2 separate regions of the Mus musculus genome follow, and region 2 is linked to region 1. The links are chromatin contacts, called in public HiCAR-type maps. All regions are on one chromosome and are shown on one strand. The core of a region is the stretch at or near the end of the contact, and the rest is flanking DNA. Distances in the headings are between cores, read along the strand shown.

Region 1 (3,228 bases), core at 665-3,164:
TCATTTGTATTTTGGTACTTCAATTGTCTCATCTGTAAAAGAGCCTTTGAGGGGCCAATACAGAATGACCTCATTTCTATATAAGCCTGTTCTCTTCTTACTCAGTCCCTGGATTTGGGTTGAGAGTTGAGGTCTGACATACAAGGACACTGAAACATCAAGAGTGTCTCTGTGTGTGAAAATGCACATGTCTGTGTAGCTGCTACAGTGGGGGAGGTGGGGCCTCACAATGGACTGAAAAGGGCCTTCTCCTGGTCCCCATTCTTCCAAGCATCACACTCTTCCCTTCTCTTAAGGAGTAGAGTAGCCTCAGGTAGCTAAAGCAGCATGGCTAGTTGATGTCTCCTGAGACATGCAGTTATGGCTGTGTGAGTTTTGCTTACATTCTTTTGAGTTGTTATTTACCCTCAAAAAATCAGGTTGGAATGTAGCTAAAATTATGGTTCAAACCATAGTGATTCTCTTTTAACTATTCTGCAAAAAAAGTTTACATACATACATATATATACTACTCATACTAAGACGGCTCACAATGACATCAACAGTGAGGTAAGTAGTACAAGCTCCCTGCATATATATATATATATATTTACCCAAACTAAGTCCATGCGGAGGGTGTCGGCAACTGAGTTGTATGCATATTCTTTATAAGAGGCTATAATATCTATTGATATATCATCACAAGTAAGAACTGACAAATAGTGATAGAATTTAAAACATAAACAACTATGTATTATAAACTACTTTATCCTGCTGAAAGCCAAAGAAAGATGAATATCTGCAGATATACTTGAGAAAAAACCCTGCAGATACTCTTGAGAAAAAGAAAAAAACAAACAACAAAACAACAAAAAACAAACCTCTGCACCTGGCCTAATATTAGGACACAGAAGGAAGTGGAACTCACTTCTGGCTCCAGACTCCTCAAATATTCTAGGTCATACCGTATCCTCACTCGTGGTGGGATTTGGAATAAGGTCCAACAGGTTTTTAATAGAACAAATAAAAAAAATAAATAACTATGACAGCAAGAAAGGGGAAGGCAAACCTAGCACAGTCCAGACAACATGCTATGTAGGTCTAGGCCCAGTGAGGGTCCTCAAACAATGGAATAAAGGAAAGACTTGCATCCAGAAGAAAAATCAATCCAAATGTCCATGCCTTTCACCTGACTCAGGGCTGTGCATGATGATGCATCCTAGCCAGGAGGCAAACTAAAAGAGGTTCACCAAAGATATAATTCTACTGTATGAAATTTCATACAAGTGCTTTAGTAATTTCAAACAGTACCAATGGATGCTAAAAGCTATGACTTGAAGGTTTTTACAGTTTAAAAAAAACATAGGAATCCTCTAATACGTTTGCCTTAAAGTATATATGGACTCCTGTCTTACCCATAGACCTTAGCACCCTCAACTGGGCTCAGAGGGGAAAGGGGGTAATTCCAGGAAGGCACACCACAGTCTTCAAACAGAAATGAACAAGCTGGTGCTTGGTCCCTCACACTACTCATACTAAGACGGCTCACAATGACATCAACAGTGAGGTAAGTAGTACAAGCTCCCTGCATGCGCTATGTTACCTCCAAGCAGAACCATTTTCATGGCAGAGGGCTGGTTGCAAGATGAGCTGCTCAGTCAGCCTGAGAGCAGCATGGCGGTGCAAGCATTGGTTTCTCACCTGGGTCTGGGCAGAGCACTGAGAGCACAAGCAAGGCGTATAAGATAGCCACCTCCAACTAGGGGCTAGGAGACAGAGCACTCGGATTTGACTCCTGCGTTTGCCACTACTTAAAGATTTAGTGTTCTCTCTTAGAAGGAACAGGGGCAGTACTCAGGCATGAACCGAGCAGCTTGTGCACTCTATGTGAGTGGTCTACTTCTAAACCACTTACCCAGCCCCAGTTCTTAAGGACTCATAACCTTTGTGTCTAACCACCCTACACAGGAAGGGAAATGTCATTGCTCATTCTCCAACTGAGCTGTCAGGCTTTTATCAGTGAAACAAAAGTCCATAAAAGTCCCAGTAAAATGTTATATTCATCTAGAAAGTTCTTTCTGAGCCTAACACTCTAGAAGTCTACCTAGACAGGCTAAGCAATGTCCGACCACAGGAGTAGGTGATGAAATTATCAGAATGCCCTGTTGTACACACAGTCTTTGGGGTCCAATGTCTGAAAGCTCTCCTGTGCCAGGTCACCATCGATATGGAACTTTTCATGTGTTAATCACAGTCTAAGTATTTGAATTAACTTATTCATTTAAACCTTAAAAATACCAACTAAAATTAAATACAATAAAAATTAATTGCAATATTTAGTAAATGGAAACTTAGGTTAATTAATATTATCAAGGTCACCCTCCTGAAAGAGTTGAAACTCTGGCATGCTGACTTAGGAGCCCATATTCCTAATCACTTTACTTTATGTCTTGAAGATGCTACAACAAGACAAGTGATATATTTTCATTGATCATGCAAGTAAGTCACGTTTCAGTCAAGTGAGGAGTACCAGGAAGGGAATGAAATGGGTGCTGGTATAGTGGGTGTCTGAATCTGGTCAAGTCAGAAGCTCAAAAACTGGTTCCTGGGACATATTCTCAGGAATGGCAGTCCTTGTGAAAACCAAGTCCAGAGAGGCCTCTATGTTTCACTTGTTTCTAGTACTGTAGATTGAACACTGGGCCTTCTGGATGGTATATAAGCTCTCTGCCACTGAGCTATGTCCCCAGGTCACCTACTGCTTTATTTTGCACAGGTTGTACTAAATTGCACAACATAACTTGAACAACCCTGTAGTCCAGGCAGACACTAGGTTTACAATTCTCCTGCCTCCATTCTCCAAGTAGTTAGGATTACAGATCTGTGCCACCTGCCTCAACCTCAATTGCTTATTTTAATTATGAAATCATATACTAAGTATTGGGAAGGCATATACTATCAAGGTTTAGATATACGAACTGTCCTGGACATGGTTCATATGCAATATCGTCAGACATAAGCATCAGAACACTGGTTGCCAGCCCTAATTATAATGAAGGGCTTTTTTTTTTTTCCTGGTGTCTTCACTCCTATATTTTCAGCAAACCCTAAAGATTTAATGCAAAGATCTAGCTCTCTACACTGATAATACTAAGTGACACTTAATATTCTACATTTTGAAATTGTACTTTCTTCTTCAGGAAGCAGATGCTCTTCTTCCTGCATCCCCCATTCCTCTCTAACACTCTT
Region 2 (3,170 bases), core at 384-2,883, 100 kb before region 1:
ATGTCATCCCAGGTCCTACAGAGTTCCATATTCTGACAGACCCCGGGAAGTATTCTATGGGTGCTAACTACTGAAAGCGACGTAAGCATGCCTGAATACATTCAGAGGTGGTCTGCTGACTATAGAGTCCTTGGAGAAAAATGAACAAAAGAATCACCAACTGAAGGGTTGAAGCACAGCTTCCAATAGCTTTTTCAAAGCTCAAATAAAGAAGGCCCTTGCCTTCGGGGCCTCCTTGGATCTGACTTGCCTCCTCACCCTACCTATCCTTTATCGCCACATGGCCTAGGAGCCTTGGGGGTCAGATCCCGCCACATCGTATGTGAGCATTCTTCCTGACCCCCATTTTTTCTATGCAGAGGTTCATCGCCACAGTGAACATCTCTCCTGACTATGTTGGCAGTTTTTGTCTCTACCACAGCTGAAGAGAAATAGCCAGAAAAGGTAGGTTCAGCTGAATTAGTTACTTTTAAAAAACATTTACTAATTTAGGAATTCTAGAATAGTCTACTATCACCTCAAAAATCAATGGGTAGAAAGGTAACTGGGACAAAAACTCAACCTGAGCTCTCAAATCTTTAAAGCAATACGAACACCTTAGCTGCTCTAGGCAAGGGCAGAAGGTCGCAGGATGAAAGGTCGCAGGATGAAAGGTCGCAGGATGAAAAGGTCGCAGGATGAAAGGGGGTGAGGTGGGAAGAACAGACACATGGAGGTGACAGGCTGGGGGACCCGTTAGCTTTCACTGGCATCCACTGCACATAATGCTGTGGGATTTAAATATTACATATTTTCTAAACAGCAAATATTACATAGAAGAGACAATTATAGGACAAATATTAATACTTAGTCACAAACTTGGGGTATAATAAAATGGTCACAGAAATTTAACTGCAGTCTATACAGCTGTGTTTTCCTTCAAATCACCATTTCTTTACATAAAGTTCTGCTTTTTAATATTGGAGTTTATATTAATAAACAAGGGCTTCAATTGTCTTACTTTAGGAACAAATATAAACTATTTTTGCCTTTGGTACCATGTCCAAATACTTCTAACACAATGTACAGCAAATTTCACAGAGGGTCATAGGTCAAAGTAAGATAAAGTCCCTCGGGGTTCTGTGGTGGCCGCCCACCCCTGAGCCCAGGCTGTATCCACAGAAGCACTGGTACCTCCTCAGCCGCCATGCGCCTTGCCTGTGCTACTTGCTCTGACCACTCAGACCTCACTCCCACTGTCCAAGACCCCACAGACCAAAGTGAAGGGGAACAGAACAAACCGCTCAGCACGACATGTCCTTAAGTGCCAGATGTGTTCACGCCCCAGGGGCACAGGCCAGTTTGGCCATCACTGTGAAGCTCAATTGGTATTTATATTTTCTTGTCTGATTTTGAGGGACAACTAAACCTTCTATACAGGAAATGAAGTCACCTTAAGGTAAACTTATTCAGAGGACAAACCCTGGAACATGGTCAAAAGAATCTGGCCCACACGGCAGATCAACAGTCAAATCTGACTGTGAGAAAAATAGCCAATCAGTTTTTTCAAAAGAACCCTCACCACATGGTACATTGCTCTCAGGTCACGTCTAGGTCCCTGACCTAACACAAAATGCCCTCTGTACCATGGCTTCTTCACTAGGAAAGGTAGGAGTTCACAGGCTGATGTCTAATGAAAACTGTTCCCGAGAGTGTCGAGAGGGTACCTTGAGAGACCCAGTCATGGTCAAGTGTATCTGAGAAGCACTGGGTTAAGCAAGTCAGGCAGCTAGACAAGTCAAACAAGTAAGCCAGATGACAATGATTACTGGAGCCTGTCCTTTCTAAATGGTAAATTGAAAAGGCCAAGTGGAAACCAAACCTAAGGTCCCTCTAGTTACCTCAGCCCTGCCATTCTGTCAGAGGCCAGAAAAAAACCACCAGCAAGGGCATTTTGTGGCTTCCAGAGTGGTCAGCTAACTTGTACTAAATCCTATACCTGCTTCTCCAAGGGCCCCGAGTAAGTGTCATGGTGGTCTATAAATGTTACCCATTAAAGGTCAGGACATGGCTTTTCAGAGTTTTCTCAAGTTCTCAGAGGCTCCCAGTAAGCCAGATCATCCACTCAGAGGTGCCGTGCCAGACACACTCGTGACTAATTTCCCTCTTCAAAATATTCAAAATGAGTAACATGCACGCAGGATCAACCCTGAGGCCACATGTGCTGATTTCTTTTCTCTCAGACTTGCCATATATGCTGGTTACCTCCACAGGATTCAACTCTCACTTGCCATCCTCACCGTGCGCTGTGGCAGATGGTGTGATCCAGATTCTGGGGATGGGGAAAGGGAAGAGCGGAAGGCACTGTGCTCAAGGGTGCATGGTAAGAGTGAGAGAGAGGGGGAATCCACACATTCATACCTCACAGCATGCCCACAGTGTGCCCTTCTTCCTGAAGCCCTCCCCAAGTCTGCTGATACCACCATGGTTGTGCCGTTTCTTTTGTCTCTCAGGCTCCCTCTGGCTCTCTTGATGCAGTAAACTCCTTCATCAAATCATTATGAAAATTAAATGAGATGAAATACAGTCAGATGTTTCTATGCTTCTGATGAGAGTCACATCCAGATAAAGCCATTGCAAATGGAATATACCAAAGGCAAAAAAGGTGATTAATAAATGCCTTTTTGAACACCCAAGCACAGTAGCCGTGCATGTGCAAAGCACCAACTGTTTTCCCTTGTGACTGAGAAGCGGGCCATGAGGATGAGTCTTTTTTCAGATGAGGCAGAGGATTAGACCATATATGGGGTACCTAGGGTAAAGACACAAACTCCTGAGTCAAAGCAAGGTTCCTGTTGAATGCTATCATGGGATATCTACCAATCTGCAGTCTATAGTAAAAGCACCATGTCTTCTGCACAGAGTTCAGTCAGTGCGGCCACTGGCAGCAGCTGAACTCATACTGTAGGTTTCCTAATTCCTGCAGAACTGTGCTCTACCAAGCTAGCTACCGGGTTCCATAGGCAGTTCTGAGAAAGCCTTCCTCCGCCATGCTGATGAGATGCATTAATGTTAGCCTCTTCTTTGGCTACCTCATCTTTACGGAGGAGTATCCTGCATCTGCAGTCCCCATGATTCCTCCCTTTCTCCTTTCTTCTTCTTCCCTCAAAGGTTGGTATATCTTAATAATA

What was found. HiCAR-type assays count read pairs that join an accessible place to other places.
Region 2: a HiCAR-type map of Th17 cells shows a contact between it and region 1, with 2.2 times the contacts expected there. The contact joins two enhancer-like sites. A contact is called at or near these places in 2 of 15 datasets of contacts at CTCF or cohesin (CD8 T cells and the NIH/3T3 cell line), 5 of 484 Hi-C or Micro-C datasets (CD8 T cells, the N1E-115 cell line, Th1 cells and 2 more), 2 of 115 datasets of contacts at active chromatin or transcription factors (Th17 cells and embryonic stem cells) and 1 of 9 other capture datasets (embryonic stem cells).

The regions. Positions count from the first base shown.
Region 1 is chr13:36,286,632-36,289,859 of GRCm38.p6, reverse strand. The region is part of intron 4 of Fars2 (phenylalanine-tRNA synthetase 2 (mitochondrial)); the gene reads right to left. Among named protein-coding and RNA genes, the nearest start is that of Gm40912, 80 kb to the right of the region's middle. Within about 2 kb of position 1,914, at least 7 of the 459 cell types and tissues checked have an H3K27ac peak or open chromatin away from gene starts, as enhancers often do. A contact at or near this core is called in Th17 cells, where this site is marked.
Region 2 is chr13:36,391,259-36,394,428 of GRCm38.p6, reverse strand. The region is part of intron 5 of Fars2 (phenylalanine-tRNA synthetase 2 (mitochondrial)); the gene reads right to left. Among named protein-coding and RNA genes, the nearest start is that of Gm40912, 190 kb to the right of the region's middle. Within about 2 kb of position 1,633, at least 6 of the 459 cell types and tissues checked have an H3K27ac peak or open chromatin away from gene starts, as enhancers often do. A contact at or near this core is called in Th17 cells, where this site is marked.